Linked DNA regions of Macaca mulatta: region 2 is linked to region 1. Evidence: chromatin contacts called from public Hi-C data. All regions are on one chromosome and are shown on one strand. Each heading gives the region's core, a stretch centred on a gene start, on an enhancer-like site or on the middle of the called end of the contact. The rest is flanking DNA. Distances are from core to core; before and after follow the strand shown.

Region 1 (3,845 bases), core at 400-2,899:
CATATCTTATTAGCAATGATACTACTAAATATTTATGGAATATGTATCATGTGATAGTTACTGCTTTAATAGTTTACTATTACTGTTTTGAGAGTTTTAAGTGTATTAGTTCATTGAATCCCCAGAATAGAATTATTGTGAAAACTATGTGAGAAGATTAAATATATAAAGCACCTGTTATAATCTTCTTTCCTCTTACATACTACCGGTAAGTTTGATATTCATACTAGTGAACATGGTATGAATATCAAACTTACCTAATTTGAGTCACTGTTGAAAGAGTAGGGGACCCATATGTCGCAAGCATATGGCATGGCAAATGGGTCCCCTACTCTTTCCACAATGACTCAAATTAGGATGCATAAGAATGGGAAGAGAAAATATAAAGATGGTGATTGTTTCCTATATATCACAATTTGGAGAAAAATAATCGGCCTTTAGTGTTTTTCCCGAGCGTTAATGACAGTAATACCCTGGCATTGCTCTGCTGTAACATCATGGTCATCTCTACTTAATCAGAAAGAAAAAATCATTTCCATGTATGTGTTTTTAAATTTGTGTTGTTGATGTTTGTCCATGAGTAAGCAAAAGTATCTCTCCTCTAACAAATGTCTTCTAATTAAATATAGGCAAACCACATTCATTATATAAGCATATATCATCTGATTCCTGCAATTTGATCTTTTCTTTAAAAAAAAACAGTATAAAGAGAAGGATCAAATTTTTAAAAAATATATTTTTGTCAAGAAATTATATCCTATAATCAAAATCAAAATTGACTTTCCAATTAGGAAAGGAATTCAGGTCAAGTATGTGACCTAGCAGTTTCAAAACACGACCACATATATGGTTTAGAACAAATATTAAAAACAAACTCTTTTTTGCTGTCCTATTTACCAGAAGGTCTTTTCAGCAGTTTCTGTAAATTCTTACCTTGTTGCCAAAGAGTGATTTGAGGTTCAAAAGCAACTAGAGAATAGAGCTATTATTTCTTTGACTTTTCATTAATTCTGGGCCTTATGGTGACTGAACATCTTTCTTTCCAGAAGCTCAGAGACATTGTTTACTGAGCTGCTATGCTAATTTGTACTTTGGAACAAAGCTTGAGCTAGTACTTATTTCAGAGATGGTGCAAATGAATTGAGTAGAAGCAGTGGTACCCAGATCTTGTAGTTTTGGAGATTGCCAAAACCTCAACAACAAACTATTTGATGATTACTCTTAAATCTATACCTTTAGTCATAATCGTTCTTCTGAATTCTAAAGATATTAACTGTGCATAATATCCTCACCTAGAGGTTTCAGAGACACCTAAAATTCGACTCGTCCCATATGTATTTGTAATATTCTACTCTGAACCTGCTAACCCTTTGGTATTCTACATCTTGGTTAATAATTTACTTATCCACATAGAAATCCCAGCCAGAAACCTGCCATCATTGTTGATTCTTCCTTTTGTTCAGCATTTATACCCAATGAGTCTCTCCTGACCATCACTTCTCCTTCCAGAGAGTCATTGAATCTGCCCGTTCTTCCAACCACTATCCTCATTTTCTCTCTCCTGGATTATTGTCATAGCTTCCTAATGGGTCTGCCTGTCTCCAGGGTAACCACTTTCCATTCCACCCACTGAACTGTGCCAGAGTGTGCTTTCTGAATAACAAATCTGATCTTGTCACTCACACAATTAAAATCCTCCAGTGGATCCCAGCCACTTACAGCATGAAAATTCAAACTCCGGAGCACAGCCTACAAAGACTGTTTTTGATCTGGCTCCTAGGTCTTTCATCAGCAACCCAGGACCATCCTTCCTGAACTTCTCACAGTTTGGCCCCCTGTAATGCTCTCTTGTGTTTCTCTGGCTTTGCACGTGCAGTGTTCATGCCTGGAACAGCCTTTCTCTTTTCCACCCCCTAAACACCTACTCATCTTCTAGATGTAGTTCAGTGGCACCTGTTCTGTGTAGCTCTTCCTATGCTCATCTGTGCATATTCTCAGCAGCAATCACATGCCAATCCATATAATAGGTTTTACTTCATTGTATTTTAATTCTGTTTATATATTTGTTTCCCCCTCCTTTCTGTGAATTCATCTGAGCATTGTCTTTGTATTCCCAGCATCTAGCAGAGCGCCTGGCAGTAGTGTAGGGACTCAGTGCATGTTTGCTGAATATGAATGAATACGGAGGCAGCTGGTCTCAGTCAAACGGCAGCAACCCTGGGCATGCGGCTCAGCATCCTCTGAAACTCTGTCCTCATTTTGCAAATTTAGGGACGACCAGACCTATCTTCCTGTCCTATCGTAAGGATTAAAGAAGACATGGGAGTACTCTGTGTGCAGTAAGTTGATACTTATATAAATATATGTAAGATCATGTAATTATTGTGACCCATTACACACTGAACAAGATACTTTTAGAAACTGATTTATCAGTACACATGGCACGTAAGGACCCTTCACAAAATAGACATACAATGTACCTGCCTTCTACTCTCATGCTGGTGGACTTATCCTCCAAAGTCTCGCTTGAGGGTTTGAGAGTCTCCCAAACCTGTCCTGTCTCCTCCCAAGCAGAACTTATCATGGTCCTCTCTAGGCTCCCTACATATCTGATATATGTTTCTCTTATAGCTTGCACCACTGCATACAGCTTTTGTTTATGTGTTTGTCTTCTTCCTATTCTACTGGACCTCCTCAAGATGCTATCTAATTTTCCCAGAGCCGTTACATCCCTTTTCTCAGTGATTACTCCTCTGCAAAGTGGCTCTCATCCCAAATCCCAGAACAAACTGAGGACAATAGCGCACCACAGTTCCCTGGATTGTCCCTCCCCTGGATGAAGGGTATGCTGCTCGGGGAGGTACCCCTGGGTTCAGGGGTTATTCTCTGAATTCCCCTTGATGGCTGCCTAACTTGTACTTCGGGCTCCAGGGTATATTGGAGGTTCCCCAGGCATTTTGCAGCATGATTTATTTCAGAGCTTTAAATGGATGTGTTGTCCTTGCTTTCCCTCTCAGTATCAACTCAAGTCTCTATATGAGGTTTGGCACATTCTCTTTACTCCCCGGTTTACTCTTTGCTATTATGCTGAGCTTTGCTCAGGAACCCTGAGCTATTCAGGGGCATATCTCCTGGACGACAACCAACAGCCGTCCTGGATCTCCTCCCATTCCTCCCCTCCTCTGCTCTCCTTCCTTCACTTCCTCCTCTCTGTCTTTTTTTCCCTCCTCCTCTTTCCATATTAAAATCGTTTTTTAAAAGCAGCCAATTGTCTTTGAAGATTTGCTCAGTGCCAGGCCTTGTGCCAAGTGCTGTACATGCATTATATCATTTTTCCTTGCAATAAATCTATGAGGAATTCCTATCAATGTCCTTTAAAAAAAAAAGAAAGAAAGAAAGAAAAAGAAAAAAAGATAGGACACTAAAGCTTAGAGAGATAACCTGACTTGGCAGACATTTCAAACCAATTGGGTCTGCTCGAGTCTAAAACTCTTGCTCTTGATGCCGATGATATTGTGCCTCTCAGTCATCACTGACCCCACCTCTCCCACTCTTTTCTGACTCCCACACCTTCCTCTGAGGCCTCTGCCCTACCACTGGTGGCACAGTTTTGCCTGCCTGTGACTTGGAGGTTTATGGTCAGCTGCACATCCATGGTCAACCCCCATTGCATCTGCTGTAAAAATCTCCATCCACCTCCATAGCCTGCCTTTGTTTAAGTACCACATCTTGTTAATCTCACCTCCTGACATATAGCAAAAGTCAGGAACTGCGACTTCTTTACTTTATAGTCCTAAATTCTCCTGCAAGTGGGCCCCAAACAAATCTATTCAACAAATAAATAT
Region 2 (3,946 bases), core at 480-2,979, 320 kb after region 1:
ACTCCCCACCTCCGCCCCTCTTCTCTTTCCCAGTCCCCCCTCCCCTTTGAAAGTGCTTTGAAACCCCCATTAAGAACAGTGTGTGATCAGACTGAGGATTAGGGGAAAAGAACTTCAGCTCTAGGGTGGGGCAAACGGACACAGAAACTGCTTTGTAAAAAACACACAAGAATCCAAATTAAAACACAGCAACAACAACAATAAAAGGAAAAAAAAAACTGCCTCTTTTGCCACCTACTTTCAGGTAATGGAAAATGATCGCGACCGCTTGATGACTTTCTTCCTGCGCTGGGTCAGCCTGAGCTTCCAAAAATAAAATAAGTGTGACCTAGGCTGACCACGAAGAACGGAAAAGAGAGAGAGCTGCACTTCCGAACCGCAGAGACCCGGCGCCAGGCAGGGCGACGCTCCCACCCGCTCCGGGCTAGACCGTCCACACTGAGCAGAGGCGGGGACTCCCTCCACCCGGCACTCTGCCTTTTTCTCACTCTGGGGGTCTCCTGCCCCCGAGGCGAGCAACCCGTGTACCCCAGCCCCACCAGCGCCCCGCCTAGGGACAGCCTCTCTCCGGACTTTGCCTTCCACCAAGAGGAGGAACAGGTTAGAAATGCGGGCGCCTGCAAAGGCGACCTGGAAAATACAAAGTGTCTTTCTCTCCCTCTCTCGCTCTCAGCGCCGAATTCGCGGCCAGTGCACGGCTGTGAGCAGGCTGCGAGCTGTCCTCTGTCCCAACCCCCTAGAGCGCGGGCGCGCGGGGTCGCCTGCCGGGGACACTGCACCGGGTGCATACAGAAGTCCCCGCAGAGGCAGGCCGAGCCCGAGCCCCGGGCAAGGCAGGTTCGCGGGGAGCGCCCCGGATCCTCGCGAAGACCCTGCGGGATTTGAGAAGGGGAGGCTCGGGGAGAGACGGACCCAACTCCTGGTCCGGCTGCACCTACTCCATGTTGCCCACAACGCGCCGGCCACGGCGCCAGGAAGAGAAGAGCCAAACGTGCCTCACCGTGATCGCGGCTTTGCACCAACCCCTCTCCCTTGGATTCTCTTCTTTCTGCGATGTGCAAATAAATCCAATCTCGATGCAAACTTTTTTCCCTTTCTTTCCAACCTCTGCTTCAGTCCAACTTCCGAGCAATCGGCGGGAGAAAAAAGGAGGAGAATTCGGAGCCAAATTCCCCGCTGATGAACACTCTAGGGTGCGGGGCTGGAGACTACCCCCCTTCTAGAAGCGCACGCGGAGTATTTCCTCTTTTTTCTCAATGAACAAGAGGCCGAAGCGCCAACGGCAAGTCCCTTTTCCTGGCAGATGAGCGAATGGGAAAAGAAAACGGCCTTACGAAGAACCTAAAGCCAGATCGCCAAGTGGTGCGGCCGCAGCCGCGTCGTAGCCGAGGCTGCGCGGGGGCGCGGGCCGGGCCGGGCCGGGCGGGCGCGGGGGCCTGGGCGCTGCGCGCTCCGCCGGCCCCTCTCCTCCGCTAGCGCTGCGGCGCGCAGCTCTCGGCGGTGCAGACTGGGCGTTGTGGAGGCGAGGCAGCGAGGCCGAGGCGGGGGCGGTGGGTGCGGAGGAGGAGGAGGAGGAGGAAGAGGAGGAGGAGGAGGAGGAGAAGGAGGGTCTGGGGCCCGCCCGGGGGGGGCTCGCCGTTGGCCTGCGCCCTCGCCTTTCCGGAGGAGGCAGGGAGCTCTGCGGCGGCCGCGGCAGCAGTAAATGGCGTCATGTGGATCCGAGGCGGAACAGAGCAGTTGTTGTCCCAGAGGATATATCGCATCCGGTCCCAGCTCATTGGCTCCGCGGGGCTACATTCACTCACACTCCAGCGCCCGCCAGCGCTCCGAGCCGCAGGAGGCATTCAAAAGGGCAACCGCGCCGCCCCGCGCGTCCCCAGGCCGGTCCTGCAGCTCGGGCGCCGTCACGCGGGGCGCCCGCGGGGCCGGGCTGGGCACTGCAGGGTCAGTTTATCTAGTTTCAAGGAAACACTGACCTTAAGGTTTCCCCAGAGGCAATGAGGACGAGCCAGAGGCTCGAGCTGACTTAGGGAACTTTCTCCTTGCCACCAGGAAAGGGGAATGAACATTTAAGACTAATCCAGGCCACGCAGTGTTAGCATGAAAAACAAGTTGCAGGTTTTAAGACTTTATCCGGAATCCATTTCAAGTCTACCTCTCCCCTTTTCTGTTCCCCTTTGCGGAGGGGGTGACGGGGGCTGGGGCGGGGGGAGAAGAAGGGGGAGGGGAAGGGGAGCGGGAAGTGAGGTGGGAGGGCTATTGGTTTATTCTTTGTCTACTGGATTAACCCGATTATACACCAGGCACTAGCACAAACCGCCTCCCCCACCTCCGAGCCTTGTACGGGAGGAGCGGAATGCAGATTCGAGTTTCAAGTACCTTCTGCTCTTGCTGGGATTGGCTTTTGATTGTGTCGACTTGTAGTTTTTCCGTTTATTAGAATTTCATTTTTAAGGGGGGTTATCTATGAATGGAGGCTTTTTGAAGAGCTTCCTTACTGTTTTGCTTCATGCAATAGCTAAAGTCTACAGTCTAAGCCCTTTAACTTAATTCATTAATAGACAGAAATATGATTACTCAGGGCGACAGCATGGGCTTCTGAAATGGGAGGGAGGGGGAGGGAAGGGTTGGCTCACTGTTTCCCTGCAGATTTCCTTCTTCCCTTAACTAAAAGTCATCCTTCATTTCCCACTTTTCTTGCCACCTAGAACGTTTCTTAAGATCCTGTTGTCCATGTTGAAAGTGTACTATTCTTTCCCATTAAAAAAAAATAAACATAGAAAATGCATACATATGCACTGTCCTAGCTGCCGTTCCATTACTAAGAAATGTGCCTTCACGTGGGAGCACCAGTGGAAAATTAAAACTCGCGCATACACACGCCTAATACTGCATTCTGTCGAGCGACTTACAGAATGCTTTTACTTCACAGGGAATTACCTGCTTGTACGGTCAAAACTCCCGAATAGCACCTGTGATCTTGCCCCATGCGGGGTGTTCTTGAAAGCAGTGTTAGGAAAACATGGTGCTTCATTCGTCCAGCTTTAACCCAATCCATTCGCAGCTACCCTGGAACTAGCTGCCTTCTTCTGAGCTCTCGCTCTAGAACGTCCCCAGCGCGCTCTCTGCCTCGCTGCGCTCTCACCCTGACTTCTCCATGTTTCTCTAAGGCTCTCCTCTTTCTCTAGGGATTTGGAACCAGAGATGGCAAGGGACGTGGCATGCGTTATTTCCGGGCGCTGGCCTACGTCCCCCGACCCCTAAGATGAGGGTGGACGAGGCTACAAGGGCCTGCTGCCGAGCGTCACGGGGCTGTAGGCGCAAGACAGCTGGGCCTCTACGGCCACAGCAGGACGCCAGACGCCCGAATCCCTTGAGCCGCCAGTGAACGCAGGCGCCGCTGTGCTCGCAGCCCATCTGGCCACCAGGGGTCGCCCGCCCGGCGCGGGCCTGAGGCGACTTTCTTCTCCGGGACTCGACGCGGACAGGCTGGGTTACCTTCCAAAACGTGTGTGCACTAGGCAGGTTGGTTTAAAATGAATACAAAGCTATTAATATAAACGACACAGAAGATAGCTTTCCCTCCTGTCTGCTCGAGAGGGTCAAAGCCTGGTTGTGCAAGGCTAGGCGGGAACGTGCTGCTGGTGTGCGGCCAGCAAGTCTCGAGCAGAGCAGGTGAAAGCAACGCCATCTCTTCGCCTCTCCAAACTCCTGCACTCGATGGCGGCTTTCTAGGAGACACTTGTGCCTTGCTCGTCTCCCAGCGCTACAGGAACTTTGCGAAGACACATTGTTAGGGATCAAAGCATGCAATGGAATTTAGATCGGGAATTTCCAGCTGTTTAGAGAACCTTATATTTTGGGGAAAATCTAGGAATTTATGTTATCTTCCATGAGCTATAAAGAATCTCAGGTCATCTAGCTCTTCCCCCTCACCCCCTTTCCT

Evidence for each region. A called contact is a pair of places that touch in the nucleus more often than the background predicts.
Region 2: a contact with region 1 is called in a Hi-C map of fetal cortex germinal zone, with 2.3 times the contacts expected there. The contact joins the promoter of SPRY2 here to the enhancer-like site in region 1. A contact is called at or near these places in 2 of 14 Hi-C or Micro-C datasets (fetal cortex germinal zone and fetal cortical plate).

What each region holds. Positions count from the first base shown.
Region 1 is chr17:74,820,127-74,823,971 of T2T-MMU8v2.0, forward strand. No RefSeq gene overlaps it. Among named protein-coding and RNA genes, the nearest start is that of SPRY2, 320 kb to the right of the region's middle. Within about 2 kb of position 1,650, at least 17 of the 40 cell types and tissues checked have an H3K27ac peak or open chromatin away from gene starts, as enhancers often do. A contact at or near this core is called in fetal cortex germinal zone and fetal cortical plate, where this site is marked.
Region 2 is chr17:75,139,195-75,143,140 of T2T-MMU8v2.0, forward strand. It overlaps SPRY2 (sprouty RTK signaling antagonist 2), which reads right to left and starts at 1,730. Exons shown (of 2, transcript XM_077973882.1): 1 at 996-1,730.